2 separate regions of the Mus musculus genome follow, and region 2 is linked to region 1. Evidence: chromatin contacts called from public Hi-C data. All regions are on one chromosome and are shown on one strand. The core of a region is the stretch at or near the end of the contact, and the rest is flanking DNA. Distances in the headings are between cores, read along the strand shown.

Region 1 (3,500 bases), core at 330-2,829:
GCTCCAGGGAGCATAAACAATGCAAAGTCTACAATAGCCAACAAACAGAAACAAACTTCATGTCTATCAGTGGAGGAATAGTTAAAGAAAATGTGGTAAGCAATCACAATGGACTTCTGTTTGGCCATAAAAAGAAGAATAAAACCCCGTGATTTGCAGCGTGTATGAAACCGCAAGCAGTTAAGCTAAATGAAACTGTTGGGCACAGAGAGATGGGACTGTGTGGCTCCCTCACAGAGAATATCAGAAAGTCAGTGGATGCCATAGAGATCGGGAGTGGGATGGTAGTGACAGGAGACTGGGGACATGAGGGAGGAGGAAAAGGATGATCAGTGGGGACTGAGTTAGATAGGAATCAGACACTCTGGTATTGCACGTCAGGCAACCACATAGAGACACAATGTACCATACTCTCAAAACCTATGAGAGAGACTTTGAATGTGTCCCAAGAAATGACAAGCATTTGAGGGCACAAATGTGTTTACTTATTCAATGAACACACAATGTACACCTACCCCAGTGTGTCCAATAAGAATGTGTAATTTTTTTAAGATTTTGTTTCAGTTAAAAGTCTAGCTAAAATTTTAAAGTGCTAAGTAAATTTCTTAACAAAACAAAAACAAAACAAAACTGGTAGTTTTTGTTTGTTTGTTTGTTTGTTCATTCGTTTGTGTTCTGCCTAAGTACTTACAGATGTCAGAGCTTATCTGTGCACATCTGAGGACAACACATATGTAAACAGTATTTTCATACAGTTAAGTTACCAGCATTAGCCCTCTTTATCTCATTTGCAAATACATCTTCATGATTTTCACAGTGTTTTTTCAGTGTCTTAGAAAGTTGCCGAGACGTGCCTTAAACTCAATATGTATGTAAGCCCAAGCTAAATTTAACCTCTTAACAATCCTCCTGCCTCTGCCTCCTGGGTGCTTGAATTGCAGGCATGAGGAAACACCTCTGGTCATTACATTTCAAATTTTAGTTACAATTATTTACTTACTCTGCGAATGTGTGCACACATGTGTACCACAGTATGCATGTGGTGGTCAGAGAACAACCCTTAGTAGTCAGTTTTATATTTTCTTTCATCACATGGTTCCCAGAGAACAAACTCAGGTCATCTAGCTTGGCAGCAAGGGTCTACTCTCCCAGCCATTTTGCTGGGCTGTGATGCTTTTGGAAACCCCATGCCAGCTGTGACTTCACAGTCAGTTACAACACGAAGGGCAGGGAGGGAGAGTTATACCCACCTCTGTGGTGCGCAGGCTGAAGTCAGACGAATAAGAGGGATTTATCGATGGCGCCAGAGGACACAGTGGGAGCTTGAATGTGCTCTAGGAAGTTGTGAAATCTTTTCTCTCTAGATGCTTCGTGATGAAAATACTGCTTGCCTTTAGGCAACGAAAGAAAAAAATACATATTTATTACACTGTCTTAGCGCTAACGTCCCAGCCATCCCTAAAATGAAGGGAAAGGGGCTGCTGTTGACCGAAGAGGCATGTTTATCTCTGACTCACTCACATTATTGGCTCCAGGCAGAGAGCAGATGTAGGTCATCAGGAGGCAACCGTGGCGTTTTGGCTGGTCTGCCGAACTCCAGACTCTATCGTCTATAGTTTGCACAAGCAGCTGTGTGGTAACTGTTAGCATTTACTCCTTCAAAACAAAAGGAGTGCATCCAGCAGGAAGAATAGGATACAAAGGTTTACACCCTGTTTTCACCATGTTAAATGTAACACATGTCTAGCGAAAATCTGTCTCTCCCAGAAGCAACTCTACTGAGGACATTCCCAGAGTAGGTCAGTGGAAGCTAAAACCTGCCTCCCCCACCCACACCCCATTTCCCCGCCCAGTATGGCCAAATTTCTGGAATTTGGATTCCCTGGCTGTGAATAATGAACTTCTGTTGTTTTGTTTTTGTTTTCCAAGAGAGAATTAATCTAAAAGTATAATTTTTTTTTCCTGGCAATGCTCTCCTCACTCTCTGGCTGTCCTCAGATAAGCTGCATAGCTGTACTGATAAGATACAGATTGCTCAGCTACTGATGTGGGTGTGGGTGACAGCGGAAAACCAGACCAGAAAACCGAACAGTGCAGGCTCCAGGCCATCCTCCTTCCCTACAAACAGTGATTGTATCCAATGCCCAGCCAGCATCAGAGGAAAACACACTGAAGGAGGACAGACGCCTGGATGTCCGTGACTAAACTCCCATTCAGCCCTGTGACACCCATCAGAAGTTAACAGAGCTTGGGTCCAGTGAGACGGATGGATCAGTGGGTGTTAGCTACCAAGACTGATGGCCTGAGTTCAACTCACATGGCAAAATGAGAGAACTGACTCCTGTAACACGTACTGTGGCACCTCGTGTGTGTGTGTGTGTGTGTGTGTGTGTGTGTGTGTGTGTGTGTGTGTGTGAAAATAAGTAGATGTAAAATTAAAAAATATTGAGCTTATCTTGCCAAAAGCAATCTACAGATTCAATGCAAACCCCATCAAAATTCCAACTCAATTCTTCAACGAATTAGAAAGAGCAATCTGCGAATTCATCTGGAATAACAAAAAACCTAGGATAGCAAAAACTCTTCTCAAGGATAAAAGTACCTCTGGTGGAATCACCATGCCTGGCCTAAAGCTTTACTACAGAGCAATTGTTATAAAAACTGCATGGTACTGGTATAGAGACAGACAAGTAGACCAATGGAATAGAATTGAAGACCCAGAAATGAACCCACACACCTATGGTCACTTGATCTTCGACAAGTGAGCTAAAACCATTCAGTGGAAGAAAGACAGCATTTTCAACAAATGGTGCTGGCACAACTGGTTGTTATCATGTAGAAGAATGAGAATTGATCCATTCCTATCTACTTGTACTAAGGTCAAATCTAAGTGGATCAAGGAACTTCACATAAAACCAGAGACACTGAAACTTATAGAGGAGAAAGTGGGGAAAAGCCTCGAAGATATGGGCACAGGGGAAAAATTCCTGAATAGAACAGCAATGGCTTGTGCTGTAAATGGGACCTCATGAAACTGCAAAGCTTCTGCAAGGCAAAAGACACCGTCAATAAGACAAAAAGGCCACCAACAGATTGGGAAAGGATCTTTACCTGTCTTAAATCAGATAGGGGACTAATATCCAATATATATAAAGAACTCAAGAGGGTGGACTCCAGAAAATCAAATAACCCCCTTAAAAGATGGGGCTCCGAGCTAAACAAAGAATTCTCACCCGAGGAATACCGAATGGCTGAGAAGCACCTGAAAAAATGTTCAACATCCTTAATCATCAGAGAAATGCAAATCAAAACAGCCTTGAGATTACATCTCACACCAGTCAGAATGGCTAAGATAAAAAATTCAGGTGTCAGCAGATGCTGGCGAGGATGTGGAGAAAGAGGAACACTCCTCCATTGTTGGTGGGATTGCAAGCTTGTACAACCACTCTGGAAATCAGTCTGGTGGTTCCTCAGAAAATTGGACATAGTACTACCGGAGG
Region 2 (3,500 bases), core at 340-2,839, 340 kb before region 1:
ACACTCTCTTCTGGTGTCTGTAGATACTGAACTCACATATGTCCTTACCTCCATATAAACAATCGTGTATACACATAACAAAAATAAAAAAAATCAGTAGTTTATACATAGTGTATTGTACATGAATAGTATGTTCTTTGTGGGGAGCTAAAAGGTCTTGAATGAATGTGTATTACTAACAAGAACATGGCCATGATAAGGACACCAATGTCTCTGACCCATGGAAATGGACAGGCCTTCCCTGAGTCAGGCTCAGAATGACAATGCCTACCCCCCTCAGAGTACAGATGCTGACAAATAATTAACCTTTCACTAAAGGCAGTGTGTGCAGTATCAACTGCAGCTTCCTCATCCAGGATGTTGACTACAACCTGAGACCACATCTCTTCAGAGACGTCTCACCCCACCTCCTCCCTGATGCTGTAGCTGATACATGCACTGAGTTTCCTGACTGCTGCTGCTGTGTCTCCATCACAGTCCATAGCTCACACCATCCCTTCTGCTCTGTATGGGTGCCTGTCATTTCTTCACTCCTGTTCACCCCAGCCAGATCAATTCCAAAGCTGTGGAGTTCACAGCAGTTCCTTCTATAAAAGCACACCTCGGGTTCCACTCGGTTTGTTCTATCATAGTGTTCACAAATGTGTTGTTAGCATCAGTTTGTGGGATGTTAAAATCCCAGCTCCGGTTGCACTACCATAAAAATGAGTTTAGGGAGGTCAGATATCTTTTCCTTCCTCTGTGGCCTCAGTTGTAAATTGGCTTGTATCTATCAATGTACCTTAACGAGCAATGTCTCATTATTAAATTACTACAGATACAGCAGGACCCAGAAAGATAACGGACATATCGGCATCTCAAACACTAAAACATCAATCACAAAAGAAGGAGTCGTTTAAATGGAAACAGAGAATCCCTATAGCAGTAAATGGGATTCTAATTCACTAATCCTGGTTGGCTTCTAGATCTTCTGTGTGGTTGACTATGACTCTGATCCAAGGAGTCACTACTGATCCAGGGCCAACAACCCAAATGCCACTATAAGTGTGCACCATAGTGCACTATTCACCACCATTATCCGTGCCATTCAAACCACAGAACGCTCCCATATCCTCCATGAAGCCAGATGCTGGGTTTCAAAGGTAGGAATGGAGTGGAAGCAGAGGTGCTCTGAAGTGTGGGGGAATAGCTCAGGTATGTCCTATTTTTCAAGTCCTGCTCTAGAGCATGGGTCTGTCCTCACAGACACCCTCCCTTCCCATCAGACGCCAGAACACCACCAGCTGGCCGGGTAGAATCTGAAAAATATTGTGACTGTAGACTTTTTTCACTTTAAAGTTACACACACAAACACAAAATGTCTGCTTCTACATTTTAGTCAGCCATCTCCCATATGAAGTGATGGGCTTAAACAGTAAAATAATGATATAATGGGAGGAAAGGAGTCTTGCCCCTGGCATCGGGTATTATAAACAGCAAGGAGTGCCAGCGTAAACCTTTCTGCAAGAGACTATGTTCTTTGTCAAGCCATGTCTTCTTTTTAAAATATGCTTGCTGCCATATGTCAGTGCTGGGCCAGCTGCAGTGCTAAGAGGAGCCTTGACTCGAGTTGTATAATGTTTTACAGGTTTGCCTCGGGGGTCACTCTCTGCGAGGCCTTTACGTCACAGTGAGAACTCTGACAAACAGAGAACAGAAAGATGCCAAGAAAGGCAGAGTTGGAGAGGGGAGGACTGACGGGGATGGAAAGGAATACTGCACAGTGCTCACAGCCTCTATTTATCTGGCCCCCGCCTAATGCCAGAAGCAATGTTTTCATTACTAAGAGAAGGAAAGAGAGGGCAGGGACAAGCATGAGGTTATGTAAACATTATCAGCAAATATAAGATTAGAAACACTCAGCTAACCCTCCTGGCTATCTAATCAGAAAGGGTAAAACAGTAAAACATGCATCTTTGCAAACGTTTGGTATTTAATTATGCACCCGCCATCGTATCCATCCTGGTAAAAACACAAAGAAAATGTTTCCTAGTTAGATTAATATGTGAGTACATCTCGAGAGCTCTGCGGCTGGCTTCGCGGAGAGCCTCAGAGGCAGCAGTGCCGAATCTCGTCCTATTAATACAAACTCAAGCTGACATAAAATACGAGTCAGTAAAGCTGAGCATGAAATCACTTGAAGAACAGTGCTACAGTAAATGGCATTAAATGTTTTCAAAAGCAGAGTGGACGATAGCGTTTCCTGAGCCGCCTCTACTCCCACAAGAACCACATGCCTCATTATAAACCTATTAAGTGGGTTTTAGATCATCTGCAGAGCCTTAGGCTGTTCTTCCAGATGCTTAGAGGTCCAGAAGGCTCGGTACACAGGCCGTTATTCAATTCCCTCTGTTGTCTTGCTTTCATCACAACAAACTCATTTGATATGAATGCCAATTTTCCAGTGACTTTTAAGTTCCTGGTTACAGTATGGAAACTTATGCACAGATGAACTTTCAGAAAATTTCAATGTAGGCAAGACAGGAGGGGAAAAGGATGGTGATTCCTAGTGGGAGAGAGGGATTTGGGCAGAGACGGTAGGGAACAGCAACTAAGATCAAAACACCTTGTATACATGTAGGAACCTTTTCAATAAATAAATGTAATTTGTAAAAAGAAAAATACAAAGCCATCTCAATAAGAAAGAAAGAATACTGGCTGGTCAAAGAAAGCCTCAAAGCCTCTAGATGAGACCCAACAGAGTTGCTCACAGAGACCTTGCAGCCAGAGGAAGATGGGAGAGGCCCAGGACATAAGAGGTGAAGATTCCTGCTACGGGCATAAGCCAAAGTATAAGAAGCTCGAAACTGCACATGTTGACTACATTGCAATGTCTCCATCCTTACAGAAATGCCAAGGAATTATTTTTGTACCAGTTGAGAGGAGAAAGGAAAGTTAGCTATGATTGTTTCACGTTTTTATTAGTAATTATCTTTGTTCTAAATTGATGCCAGCATCCAAGGTTTCTTCTACCACGAACAGAGACCCTGAGTCTGTTTCAGTGCTTTTTCATCTTCAGAGACAGAAGGGTTGCTCTTCTACAGTTGACTGCACCAACAAACAAAGCTATGCTTCTTTACTCTTGTTTTATATTCTCCTGGTCTTGCCAAATCTTCTCTCCCTCCCCTGCAACCGAGAGACTCCTAGCATACTCCTCGCAGCACATGTGAGAACACCCAGCCAAGAATCTAATAACACCTTCCAAGAAAAGCATAGAAATATTTTGTAAAGTGGGTAATTTTTTCCCTGAAATAGTCGAACCATAGAGGCAACTCTCAGCCTTCTGTGTGTTAGGGTGGTATGCATACACTAGCTTGCAAGGCAGTGAAGTTTATCATGTCTATACTACCCTGTCCTCTAGTGTGCAACTGGAGTGGCCTGGGCCTGTGATGCTATTGGGAGAAGGTTTAATCTCATCCAAAGGTGGGTCTACCAGGAGCACCGGCTGGGGCTTCAGGAAT

Evidence for each region. A called contact is a pair of places that touch in the nucleus more often than the background predicts.
Region 2: a contact with region 1 is called in a Hi-C map of uterus, with 5 times the contacts expected there. The contact joins two enhancer-like sites.

The regions. Positions count from the first base shown.
Region 1 is chr6:141,040,185-141,043,684 of GRCm38.p6, reverse strand. Gm30524 (a long non-coding RNA gene) reads right to left here. Exons shown (of 4, transcript XR_869563.2): 3 at 1,522-1,656; 4 at 1-1,391. Among named protein-coding and RNA genes, the nearest start is that of Gm30524, 86 kb to the right of the region's middle. Within about 2 kb of position 1,579, at least 40 of the 459 cell types and tissues checked have an H3K27ac peak or open chromatin away from gene starts, as enhancers often do. A contact at or near this core is called in uterus, where this site is marked.
Region 2 is chr6:141,379,825-141,383,324 of GRCm38.p6, reverse strand. The region is part of intron 1 of Pde3a (phosphodiesterase 3A, cGMP inhibited); the gene reads right to left. Among named protein-coding and RNA genes, the nearest start is that of Gm10400, 41 kb to the right of the region's middle. Within about 2 kb of position 1,589, at least 53 of the 459 cell types and tissues checked have an H3K27ac peak or open chromatin away from gene starts, as enhancers often do. A contact at or near this core is called in uterus, where this site is marked.